Regions from separate parts of the Pan troglodytes genome. Here region 2 is linked to region 1. Evidence: chromatin contacts called from public HiChIP or PLAC-seq data. All regions are on one chromosome and are shown on one strand. The core of a region is the stretch at or near the end of the contact, and the rest is flanking DNA. Distances in the headings are between cores, read along the strand shown.

Region 1 (5,770 bases), core at 2,121-4,620:
GTGCTGCCCTTCCTTCTGTTGGTTGGGATGAACTGGCCCCTTTCTCTCTCAAGGAAGCTTCTCAGCTTCCTTGTGGGGATCTTCTTTTCTTCATCTTGCTGACCTCTAAATGTCGGAGTGCCCCAGGTCTTAAACCTTAGACTTCTTCTCTTTGCTCCTCTTCTCCACCCATGTTTCCAGTTGCTGTGTTGATGACACACAGATTTCTATCTCTAGTCTGGACTTCTCCCCTAAATTCTAGATTCCCATGTCTGATTACCTGCTCACCTTTTCCACTTAGATGTCTGATAGACATCTGAAATGTACTATATCCAAAACCAAATGTTTCAGCATTTCCCCCATACCTGCTCCGCCTGGATAAATGAACTCTCCATTAATAAGCTGTTCAGTCCAAAATTCAGAATTTCCTTTGACTCTTCTCTCATATCCTGCAATGGAATCATCAACAAATCTTGTCCGGTTTATGCTGAAAATATATCTGGATTCCATTTATGGCTGTCATTCTAGCATTCTATTAATAGTTTAAATCACCATCACCTCTCTATTGACTTATCTCAATAGCCTCCTACTTGGTCTCTCTGCTTCCATTCCTGTACTTCCCGTGACCCAGCAGAGTGATCCTTTAGGAGTTGAGGCCAGGACATGTTCCTTGTCTGCAGAAACCCCTACAGCATCCCACTCCATTCACTTTTGTCAGATTTCATTGGATGTTAACTTTGCCCTGCCATGCCTTATTCAAGGTACCACATTTGAAATTCTGTCTACTGTTCTGCCTAAGAAAAAATACAATATTTTCTCAACATCATCAAATCCTGTACAGGGTGCTGGAGAGCAAGAAAATCAAAGGCTCAAGAACTGCCCATGTCTTTAGTCTGTCTTCCTTTCCTCATCTGTTTCCTGTATATTTTAATTTTTCCTGTTTTATTTTCTACAATCAAGAAGATTTCTATTATAGAAATAAAGTTTATTTGTTTCAATGCCATGATTTATTGTCCCTGGAAATATCATGCTTAGAAATGAATCACAGACAAAGCCCATGCTCTGGATCAACACACACGTGTAATTATGTAGGAAAAAAATGTGTATCAGGAAAGGTTGAATGCTCCAGGCATGAGAAATAAATTGACCTCCACTCAACTTACTGCCATGATTATACAGAGGGAAGGACCTGGATCTGTTTCACATCGTAAACGCCTAAATTGCCAGAGCAGCACAAGCCCAGGAGTGGCCATGCAAACTCATGATGGAGGTGCTAAGGCTGTCCACAGCCCAACCTCTGCAGCAGTACTGTTAAATGAGTGTCTAGTACTTGACTTACCATTTTAATTTCACACAATTCTGAATGTATTTTTCAGGCTTGAATTCAAATAACCCACTTCTAACTACCGAAAATAAAGCAGAAAAATGAACTCACTACCAGACTTCAAAGCTTATCCAAAGCAAAGATTTCGTCTTACAGCCAGAGGTGCATGATTGCAGAGCTGGATGTAACCTGAGAGGCTAACTACTCCTAATTCAGCCTCCTTGAATGACTGGATGATGCAACCTATCACAGGTGTTTTAGGTTTTTTCATCTCTGTTTAATGTCCCACCTCATGCTTGAAAATCTCAAAGTGAAAAAGCTCCAGTCTGAGTCTTTGGGCAAGCAGACTAACTGAAATGACCTGTTAGCCTTTGTTGTATCCATCTGACAAGATCAGCTTGTAGAATCCAGAATGGAGGTGGGAGATCAGCTGGCAGCCTCATTTCCCTCCTCAACCACCCCTACGCTGATGTGCCCAACTCCACTCACAGCTGGGCAGCCACCGCTTGCTCGAAAATAAATGAATCTACACCACTCTCATACGGATGCTCTCAAGCATCCCTTGTTGTGAGAAAAACATTTATTGCTGCTACTAAAATGCGTAAAGTTATCTCACAAACACATACTTACAAGAATGAGGAATGCGAAACAGAACCATCCATAAAACTATAAGAAACGGCCTGGCCAGGGCAGACCAGGAATTAGTACTCTGTCCTTGCCAGGGGTCAGGCAGGGACCTCAGAAGCAGGGTGTTTTGTCCTAGGGGGCACCAGACCAGAGGTCAGGAGACTGAGGGCTACTCCTAGCTCTAGGACTTTTCCTTATCTGAAGGCCGGGTCGGTTAGCAGAGAAAATCTCACAGTCCCGTGCCAGACCTCCACGCAGGGACTCTGCAGTGCTGTTAGAAAAATTAGCTCAGCACCTTCAGCTTGCTTTCAGCCATCACTTAGCTTTCCACACAGACATTCCAAATGGGCAAAACTCTGCCCTCAAATGAAGGTGGTTCAGAGCAACACTTCAGATGATATCACAAGACTCCCAGGACGCTTCACTGCTTCCTCAGCATACGCCAGTGCCCGTTTTACAGGGGGGATTTATGATCCTTCTCTCAGTAGAGCGAGCCAAACTTTTATAATATTCATTAAAAATCAGCACCACATGTAATAATATGGAATACTGCCTGTACACAAGAGGGCCAAGTTATAGGTGTTTAGGGAAACGTGGCAGAATTTTCTGGCCTTGGCAAGAGGTAAAGTTGCAGGCACCAGCACAACACTAACACAAACTTATTTTATTGCAAATGTACATTCAGCCTAAATCCTAATTACCTTCTGTAAAATCCTAACCACCACCAAGCTTTCTTCTGACAGGGCACTCACACGACGGCCTTTAAGGGAAGCAACAACACCCTAAGAGCCGCAGAAAGGAAAGGCAAGGGAGAGTGGCTGGAAGGCAGTAGGAGCTGGGGCTGAAGCCCGGGAGGTTGGCTTTTAATGTCCTCCTGAAATTGACCACGCTCTTTTCAAAAACACTGGCTTGGGGGCTTAAAGGTTCGCTCAGTAGGGCAGGCGGAGGGCCTCCTGAAAAGGATTGAGAAGTCAACATTCAAAAGGCTGCTTTTACTCGCCCGGTCCCCACCCAAAAGGGAGTCCGGTCAGCTTTGTGGGGGCCAGTGGAGCATCTTTTCTTGCCCCTCCAGGAAAACGCTAGCTAACCCTGGGATCCCCGGTCCCGATGTCTGCTCTCCTTCCCCAGGTGCAGCACCTAGGGCTCTGGCCCCCTCCCCACGTGCCACACCAGCCCTCACCACTACTCTCACCCTGCTATGCCCCCAACCCTCGTCTTTCGTGGCCGGGAAGGCCAGGCCGAGCGGGGCGGTCAGCCGGGCCGGGAGGAGGGGGCTCTCCGGGCCGCGCGGCCGCACAAAGCGGGGAGATCTGCTGCTGCGGCGGCATGAGGCGCGCCCCCTCCCGCGAGCCAGCGGAGCGCGCGCGCCCGCCCCCGTCCCCCGCCCCAGCCCCAGCCCCCGGAGCGCCATTCGCGGAGCGGCTTACGCTAGTCGCCGGGCGTACCGCGCCCCAGCGGCCGGGGAGGTGCGCTGCCCGGCTCCCGTAAAGTTATTGTGAATGGGGAGCGGGTGACGTCAGCGCCGAATGTCAACAATGTAGCGATTGAGAGTGTGGGCGTTCCGGGGAGAACGCAAGCCGCGCGGCGCGGAGCAAACAGCGCCGAGCCGCCGCCGCCTCAGCAGCAGCAGCAGCAGCCGCAGCAGCAGCAGCAGCAGCGGCCGTGCACGCCCGGGCTGCGGTCGCACAGCGCTAACGTGAGCGGCCGCCGCCCTCGCCACCCCGCCTGCCCACTCCCGCCGCCGCCCCGCTCTCGCTTTCCCCCCGGCCTCCCCTCGCCCCTTCTTCCCCTCCCCCTTCCCGGCGCACTCGGGGGGCTGGGAACGAGCTGCCATGTGATGCGCGTCCCCTCCGCAAGCTTTCGGTGACCCACGAACTGCCCACCTCGCCGGCTGCCGGGAGGGGGCTGCGAGCCGGGAAGACGCGGGGAAGAGGAGGCGGAAAAGGACGCAAAGTTCTCCGGCGAGGTGAGTCCCGGGCCCCGGGCCCCGCCGCTGGGCGGGGTGGCGGGGCAAGTTTGCGGGGGGAGCGGGCGCGCGGGGCGGGCGGGGAGGCGTGGGGAAACGGCGCGGGAAGGGAGCCCCGGCCGCCGGGCGCGCAGCCGCCCTCCCCGCGCCCTGCCCGCTTTTATGGCATTTTCTAGGAACGGGAAGGGGGTGGGAGCCGAGCCGGCGGCCGCGCCGCGCCGAATGTGTGCTCTCCCGCCCGGCTGTTTACGGCGGCCGAGGCGCATTGTATTTTGCTGGCGTCGAAGGGTGTTTTGGAACAGCAGGGGGAGGAGGAGCAGAGGGTAATAAGTCAGGCATGGGGAGGGCGGGCTGCAGGAGGCGCGCGTCCGCGCGAGCCGCAGCAGCTGTCAGACCCGCGGCCCTGCCCCCGGCCCCCAGCCTGCGATCCCGGCCCCAGGCCGGGCGGCCTCCTCCTTAACCCCCGGCGTGCGCGCCCCGGGCTGCTCCGCGAGGACCTTGGCCGCGGCGCCTTTGCGCTCAGCTGTCAGCCGCCGCCGGGTGGCCCGGACCACCGCGACCGGCGGGGAATCAAAGCCCAAGTTTAGGGTCGCAGGAAGAGGCGAGCTGGGGGCCTCGCGGCGCAGACCTGGATCGAATCTCTCCTAGCGAAAGATCGGGTTGTCGGAAAGCGTCCTGCGTAGCTAAGACCTAAGGGCGCCAGGCTTCTGAGAGGGAAACCTTGCACCTCCTCTCCCACAGATCCTGCATGAAGTCAAAGTGCAACACACATACACACACCCCCTACACCCCAGTCTCCAAGCCCCAGAAGCTTCACCCAGGAGACTGGTTTATGAAGGGGACACTGCCCTCCCCGTCCCCGCGTCGAGGCGCTCCGTGGCCCCGCTGTGCTTCGCTCACCCGGCGGGTGTTCGGGAGCCCGGCGCCGCTGGAGAAGGTGGCGGGCGGCGCTTACGGGCTACCCCAGGTGCCCACGAGGGGAGAGACTGGAGCGAGCATCTCGGCGACCTCGGTCTGGCCAAGCATTTGCAGGAACTCGGACCGTGAGGGGAAGCGTGCAGGGCCGGGAGTGAGTGTGTGAAGGGGTGGCACACTCCTGGCTTCTGGGGTCGCGGGCGCGTGGGGCATCCCCAGCACTCTCCCGCGCGTAGGCGAGTTTGGCAACTTGAGGGAAGTTCCGGCGCGGCCGCTGCCGGGGTGGTTTGTCTGTGGCCCGATGAGGCGCGCCTCGCAGCCTGCTCTCCCAGTCACCGCCGTCGCCGTGACCCGTGGCCTCCAGGAAATGAGAGGGACCGGGGCGCCCCACCCGCGAGACGGACCCGCAGCCTCCCGGCGGGCCCGCGGGCGGCGAGACCCGGCGTTCCTGGTTTTCACCTTCGCTGTCTAGTGCTGCAGTCCTGTGTAAATTTCATCTGTTGAGTGTATTTAACTAAAAAGGGTAATTACTTTAGATAAAAATCCTTTCCTGCCTAGTGGGAACCTTGGCGGAGATGATGCCTAATGAGATATTTTGCTTTTGTCTGTTTAGAGTAAAATTAGAGATGTTAACGCTGATAACGGTTTTCTCAGATCATTAAAATGTAACATGTAGGAAAGGCACGTCTTGCTGCAAAGGCTCGGGCTGACATGAAAGAAGCTGAGCGTGAAAGGCTGCCCCTCCTTTGGCGGAGAGGGCTATTTTGGTAAGGCAGCGGGCGTCTTGCTTAAAATGTGAGATCGCCCCACCCTTGTTCTCGGGCACCTCCCGAGTAAACGGCGTTTTTCATTCTTGCAGGTAATAATAAACGTGAGTCAAAATGACATCTTGTTAGAATTAGTCTTTAGTCTGTAAGAGAGATTGCCAAATTACAGTGTTGCGTTCAAACTGCTCCACT
Region 2 (6,328 bases), core at 2,816-5,315, 100 kb before region 1:
CTTTTGCAAAATTGGATCTTCAAAGGTAATTGTTTACAGCAGATGAGTAACTAAATAGAATTAGGTCCCTGGGTCAGCTTCCTCTCCTTCCTAGGCTCCTGTCAGCTGATTCTTTCAGAGCAGAATCTCCCACCTCTTCCTTCCAAAGTTGTAGTTTTAGTTTTACTTTGATCCAAGTTTTCTGTTGCAGCCTATTTGAAGTACAATGTGATCTGTTGAGCTTGGATCACAAACACATCTGGGAAAATTACTCTTTGAAGAGACAGCAGGAGATAAGAGCACCTAGTTTGAGCAAAAAGATCATTAGCAACGTCTCATTAACAAATATGTCTCTGCCTGTTTAGGGTCAGGTATCTAAAATCAGGTAGACAGAGCAATTAGCAGGAGGGAGGAGGAAAGATCAAACACTGAGGTTGATCCAGCTGCTACTGCTGCTGCTGTCTGATCTCTCAGCAGCAGAAACAAACCCCAGGGCTGGATAAGATACCATGCCTGGAGGAGACCAAACAAACACTTGGTGCAAGTTGATTATATCAGATCCCGTCCACCTAGGACAAGAGCTGGGGCAGTAATTTGTCCTTATTGAGACTGATATACGTTCTGGGCCTGGGTTTTACCTCCCCTGCCCACCATGCCTGGGCCAGGCCCACCATCTGAGTGCTCTCAGAGCTTCTGACTTGTTCACATCACTCATAACATTGCTTCAGACCCAGGGACCCACCCTATGGCAAGGGAGTGCAACAATGGCCTATACCTGCAGGACCCATTGTACTTTTTATATGCTGCACAAGCTGGAGGCTGCCAGCTTGAGAGTATCCAAAAACCCCCAAAAAGGCCCAGTCATCTTTCCAGATACACAGTATACTTTAGATACTTTGAACAGATGGGAAGAGTGGGTCATTTCATCATTACTTCCACTGACTGAGTTAGGGAATTCATGCTTCCTGTTCCTGAAACTTTAGGCACAATCACCAGAGGCAATCGGAGCCTGACAAAAACATGGCCACCAGAAGTTCAGATCCTCAGAGGTAAATTTCAGGGTTATTCCACCAGGCAAGCAACCTAGACCAGAAAGCTGCCTTCTGGGAAGATGAATATTAGCCATGGCCTCAGGGCAGCATCAAGGATGGCAGCTTGTGCCACCAGCCCACAAGCACCCCTCCTGTAAAGTTTTCCTTTTAAGAAACTGAGAGGAAAACTAAGTGAGAGTGGGGTGAGCCACCATCACCTTCTTGCAGAATCAGGGATGGGTCAGCGTAAATCTAACAGGGCACATGAGTGCATTTAGGCAGTGGAAGGAGTAGACTGCAGCAGAGGCTATCAGTGCCTTGTCCATATGCCCTCAGCGCTCACTGCTCCTGTGCACAACCACAGCCTCTGCAAACACCTGCTCCTAAGTACATCAGCTGGACTTAGGATAATGCTTGGCCTATGCACAGGGAAGCCAGAGGTGCTGGGAAATTGATGCACCCAGGAACAGGCCTCAAGTGTAGCAAATGGTATTATTGGATAAGGGACCTGGAGAGCATTAACAGGGAAAGCTAAGTTGCCTAGTGGTCGGGAAAGGCCTCTCTGAGACCTGAAGGATGAGTAGGAGTCAGTCAGACAAAGAGCTGGAAGAAGAGTGTGAATAGGAAGACAGGTAAGAAGAAGTCATGGCACACACAAGGAAAGGGCAGGAGAGTGGAGTGGGACACAGAGCAGCAAGAGGGACAGGCAGATCCCATAAAGGGTCTTGGGATTCTCGTCTCGGAATCTCAATTTCATGCTCCAACTTATGTGTTGGGAGATCACTCTGCCTGGATTATGAAGAATGGTTTTGAGGGAACAAGACTGGAGACAGGGAGACCAGCACGCCCACTTGGCATTTGGAGATATATGTCTGATGTGCAGAGGATATCACATGACCAGTGATACAGTAATTAAATCCACTGTAGAGGGAATGAGATATTCCAAAGGGAAGCTTTAAAAACAGCCCAGGCCTGAGCCCTGATGGACACAAACATTGAAGAAAAAGATAGAGGCAGAGGGGATGACAAAGAAGATCAAAGAAGAATAGCCAGAGAGGTAGATGAAAAACTAGAATAGAAAGGCACCTAGGGAGCCCTGGGGAAGAGAGTATTTGTAGAAGGCAGGCATGGTCAGCAGTATCAAATGCTGTTGAGAGGATAAGCAAGAGAAGTCTCATCCACTGCTCTTGGCAGAGCAAAATAACACAATCTTTTGGGAAAACAATTAGCCATGTACATCAGGAATCATAATCCAACTCCTGGAAATTTATTCAGAGGAAATACTGAGATTTAAGTGGATAAAGAGATCTGTTTTTATAACCATGATGATATTATTTATAGTGGTTTTTAAAAACTTGATGGTAAAAACTTTTAATGCCTCTATAGATAATTTACTAAGTAAATTAAGACATATATCTAATGAAATATTTTGCAACCACTAAAATTGTAATTATGGCTACCATGAAGTAACATTAAAATGCATGTAAAATAACATCAAATTAAAAAATGCAAGAATCTACATAAAGAGTAAACATCCACATGGATAAAGATTGGAAGAACATGGAAAATGTAAATACTTCATATATAAGAGAGGTGGAATTGTTAATTTTAAAAATTATTCTCAGTATTTACTGTTATACTACTTACAGATAATAAATTACAATCTAGAGAAAAGAACATAGTGTAGCAACTTTATAATCAGTAGAAAAACCTAGTACAATGCCAAACAACTTGATGTCTTGTTATGAGGAGAGAAAAAAACCATAAAATTTGCCTCCTGTACATAAAAATGGGAACACTGGACACTCAGGACTACCAGAGGTGGGAGGTAGGGAGGGAGACCCCGGTTGAAAAACAACCTATCAGATATTATACTCACTACATGGGTGATAGGATCATTCGTACATCAAACCTCAGAAACGCACAATTTACCCAGTAAAAAACATGCACGTATACCCCCTGAACCCAAAATAAAAGTTGAAAAAAAATTTGCCACCTATAACACGATTTTTTTGCAAGTATTTATAGCTTTCTGGACCAAAGAGACTCAAGCAACTTAATATATACTCAATGATCATCTAAAGAGAATAAACGTCCAAATAGCCCTTAATGTGAAAACTGTTTACACTTAGAAGCTAATGAAAATAAAAGGAAATTAAGTTAAATGCAGCGTAATAGTCACTGGAAATATGGGCTTCTCAAAATCATTGATTCTATGCATCCTCCCACCAGTGGGGAAAGGAGAAAGAGAACTAACATATTTGAGTACCAATCTGTGCCAAGAATGATGCTAGTCACTCACATCCATAGCTCATGCCAACCCAGGAAGCATGAGGACCTGCAGCAGCATCAGTTACATTCTCCAGGCAACAAGCATCAGAGTCTTGGAGTCTGGTCCTGCTTTATTCTCCATTTCTCACTAAGAATTTCAGTGACTGTCTGCACAAGGGAAGCAAGTTAGACCCAACCTAGTGAAGTGATGGCTTTGTTTCATCAACTTACCTACATTTCCAAGTCAGAATTGGATAGTCACTTCTTTCTTTTATATTTAAACACCTCCTTTCTCTCGTCTCAGATTCTTCATCATAGCCCTGAAATTCACTTATGCGGGAGCCTACAGCTGAATCTCTGTTGTGTAATGGTCCTTTATTCTAGTATTTAATCTTTTCATCTCACCTACATACTACAGTGTTATGGAACATCGGGGCAATCCCTTCTAGTTGACTAGTAAGGAGGATTTCATTTCATCCCTTGGTAATCACATCCTGGGTTTATTCACCCTTCTAATAATTCTATTAGAATGTTTATAAGATGACGTGCTTTTAATTGTTTTCCTGGTCCCAAAGATACAGAGAGCAAGTTTCTCTAATGGGCTTTGTAACATCCATCCTTTATTTTTATTGCTAATGGACTCTCCAGTAATATAAAATGACTGATGAGTGCAATCAGAGAAAAGCAGAAAAATCAATACCTGTCCAGACTGCATATTAGTTAAAAGCAGGTGAGAAGCTGAGGCTAGCAGACAATAGGATTTTTTCTGCCTCTAAGTATCAGAAAGGGGGGAGATTATCTCAGATGGGCTGTGAAGCTCTCTGCAAAGGAGACTACAGGATGTTGAAACAAGGGAGTGCTAAAATCACTTGGGTATTTCTTAGAAATCTGTGGGAACTGCTTCCAGTAGAGGGCAGTGGTGCACACACACACTGACCCCAGGCACTACCAAATTAATGTCTCTTGCGGGGTTTCTCTCCTCACCTTCTACATCCTGTAGTGAGTCTGGCACAATCGAATTGGAAAGCGCACCCTTGTTCAGACACGGTTATTGTTAGCAGAGCCTCAGCAGCTGCAGGTTCACATTTGATGAGCTAGATTCTACATAGCAGACATGCTAAACATGGTACATGTATCGTCTCATTTAGTCTTCATAACAACCTTATGATACAGGTATTACTATCATCATCATCATCCCCATTTATAGATAAGAAGAGGTTATCTTGCCCAAGAACACCCAAACAGTGGTTCATAGAGCTGAGATTGGAATTGGCTCTACCCCACAACCCAAGAGCCTAGCTACTGCTGCTGCTACTACTACTACTACTACTAGTACTGCTACTACTGCTACTATTCAGTGGCAGGCCTTACTATCTGTTCCATTCATGTGTACCCTTCATTATCTTACTGTGTGAAATTTTTAAACAGTCAGACCCTAGGTTACTCATACTTCCACCCATTCATAGCTCACAAATAATTTTATATATTTGGCTGGATGCAGTGGCTCATGCCTGTAATCCCAGCACTCTGGGAGGCTGAGGCGGGTGGATCACCTGAGGTTAGGAGTTCGAGACCAGCCTGGTGAAACCCTGTCTCTACTAAAAATGCAAAAATTAGCTGGGCATGGTGGGACGAGCCTGTAATCCCAGCTACTCAGGAGGCTGAGGCAAGAGAATTGCTTGAACCCGGGAGGTGGAGGTTACAGTGAGCCGAGATTGCACCACTGCACTCCAGCCTGGGTGACAGAGCGAGACTCCGTCTCAAAGAAAAAAAAAGAATTTTATATAAGTGCACAATAAGTAAATAAATTTGAATAATTCATCATTCAAAAGCCCTTTAGATGTCTTTTACTGTACTGTGATGTATAGAGTAAGCTCTACGTGCTCCCTACTTTGTCTTCATTTGCAATCTAAGACAAGTAGATAGCAATGATAAGGATGAACCTGTTGAAGACATAGACAAATGAGAAAGAAACTTGAACAAATACCTAAATGGAGGAAATCTTCATATATATATATATAATTTTATATATGTAAATGGAGGAAGTAAGTATTCATATATATATATAATTTTATATATGTAAATGGAGGAAGTAAGTATTCATATATATATATATATATATCAAGGGCAAAAGGCTCAGATGTTTTTCTATGCCTGCTTCTTGAATCTTCCCAGTCTGCTACCCCCAGATTTCTTGAAACCTTTCATTCAAGTCCAGGTTAGTTACAACTTCTGATCATTGTCTCCAGGAGTTTCTGCCAGTGGCCACTCCCAGGGAGGGGGGACTTGGGTGGGTTTCTGCACCCAGCCTTTCCTCTGAAGTTTCCAGCCAACCACTAGTCTCCTACTGTCTCTCAGAGCTTACCCCACTCACCCCAGAATACTCATCCTCATCCTGATTCCTATCAGAGGCAATGACACTGACTCCTGCCTTATCTGTAGTTGATTACCCTTGCTTGTTAAGACAGTATAAATATTTACATTTCAATGTGTCTACGTGTCATATCTTTTATCATCTTGATTACTAACAAGGATTCATATCAATTATCTAATATAGTTCTATGGCCTTAGAAAATACCTTATGGTTAACTGAGGTCATTGTGGATAAAATTAGGATATATTTTTATAATTTAAAGAATTAGGCCAGGCGCAGTGGCTCACGCTTGTGATCCTAGCACTTTGGGAAGCCAAGGCAGGTGGATCACAAGGAGTTTGAGACCAGCCTGGCCAACATGGTGAAACCCCGTCTCTACCAAAAATTAAAAAATTAGCTAGGTGTGGTGGCACGTGCCTGTAGTCCCAGTTACTTGGGAGGCTAAGGCAGGAGACTGGCTTGAACCTGGGAGGCGGAGGTTGCAGTGAGCCGAGATCGCGCCACTGCACTCCAGCCTGGGTGACAGACCAAGACTCTGTCTCAAAAAAAAAAAAAAAAAAAAGAATTAAAGAACACTATGCTGTAGTGACTCCTGGAAATAGTAATGGGTTTAAGAGTAGATAATTGTATGTTTGTTTTTCAAGTTGGGGTTCATGGATGATTTCTAAGAGGC

Evidence for each region. HiChIP or PLAC-seq counts read pairs in DNA pulled down with a chosen protein or histone mark.
Region 2: a contact with region 1 is called in an H3K4me3 HiChIP or PLAC-seq map of stem cell-derived excitatory neurons, with 7 times the contacts expected there. The contact joins the enhancer-like site here to the promoter of BACH2 in region 1. A contact is called at or near these places in 4 of 7 Hi-C or Micro-C datasets (blood, induced pluripotent stem cells and stem cell-derived neural progenitor cells), 1 of 1 datasets of contacts at active chromatin or transcription factors (stem cell-derived excitatory neurons) and 1 of 1 other capture datasets (stem cell-derived neural stem cells).

Annotation. Positions count from the first base shown.
Region 1 is chr5:102,293,160-102,298,929 of NHGRI_mPanTro3-v2.0_pri, reverse strand. BACH2 (BTB domain and CNC homolog 2) reads left to right here and starts at 3,370. Exons shown (of 7, transcript XM_016956004.4): 1 at 3,370-3,896.
Region 2 is chr5:102,395,933-102,402,260 of NHGRI_mPanTro3-v2.0_pri, reverse strand. No RefSeq gene overlaps it. Among named protein-coding and RNA genes, the nearest start is that of BACH2, 100 kb to the right of the region's middle. Within about 2 kb of position 4,065, at least 2 of the 24 cell types and tissues checked have an H3K27ac peak or open chromatin away from gene starts, as enhancers often do. A contact at or near this core is called in stem cell-derived excitatory neurons, where this site is marked.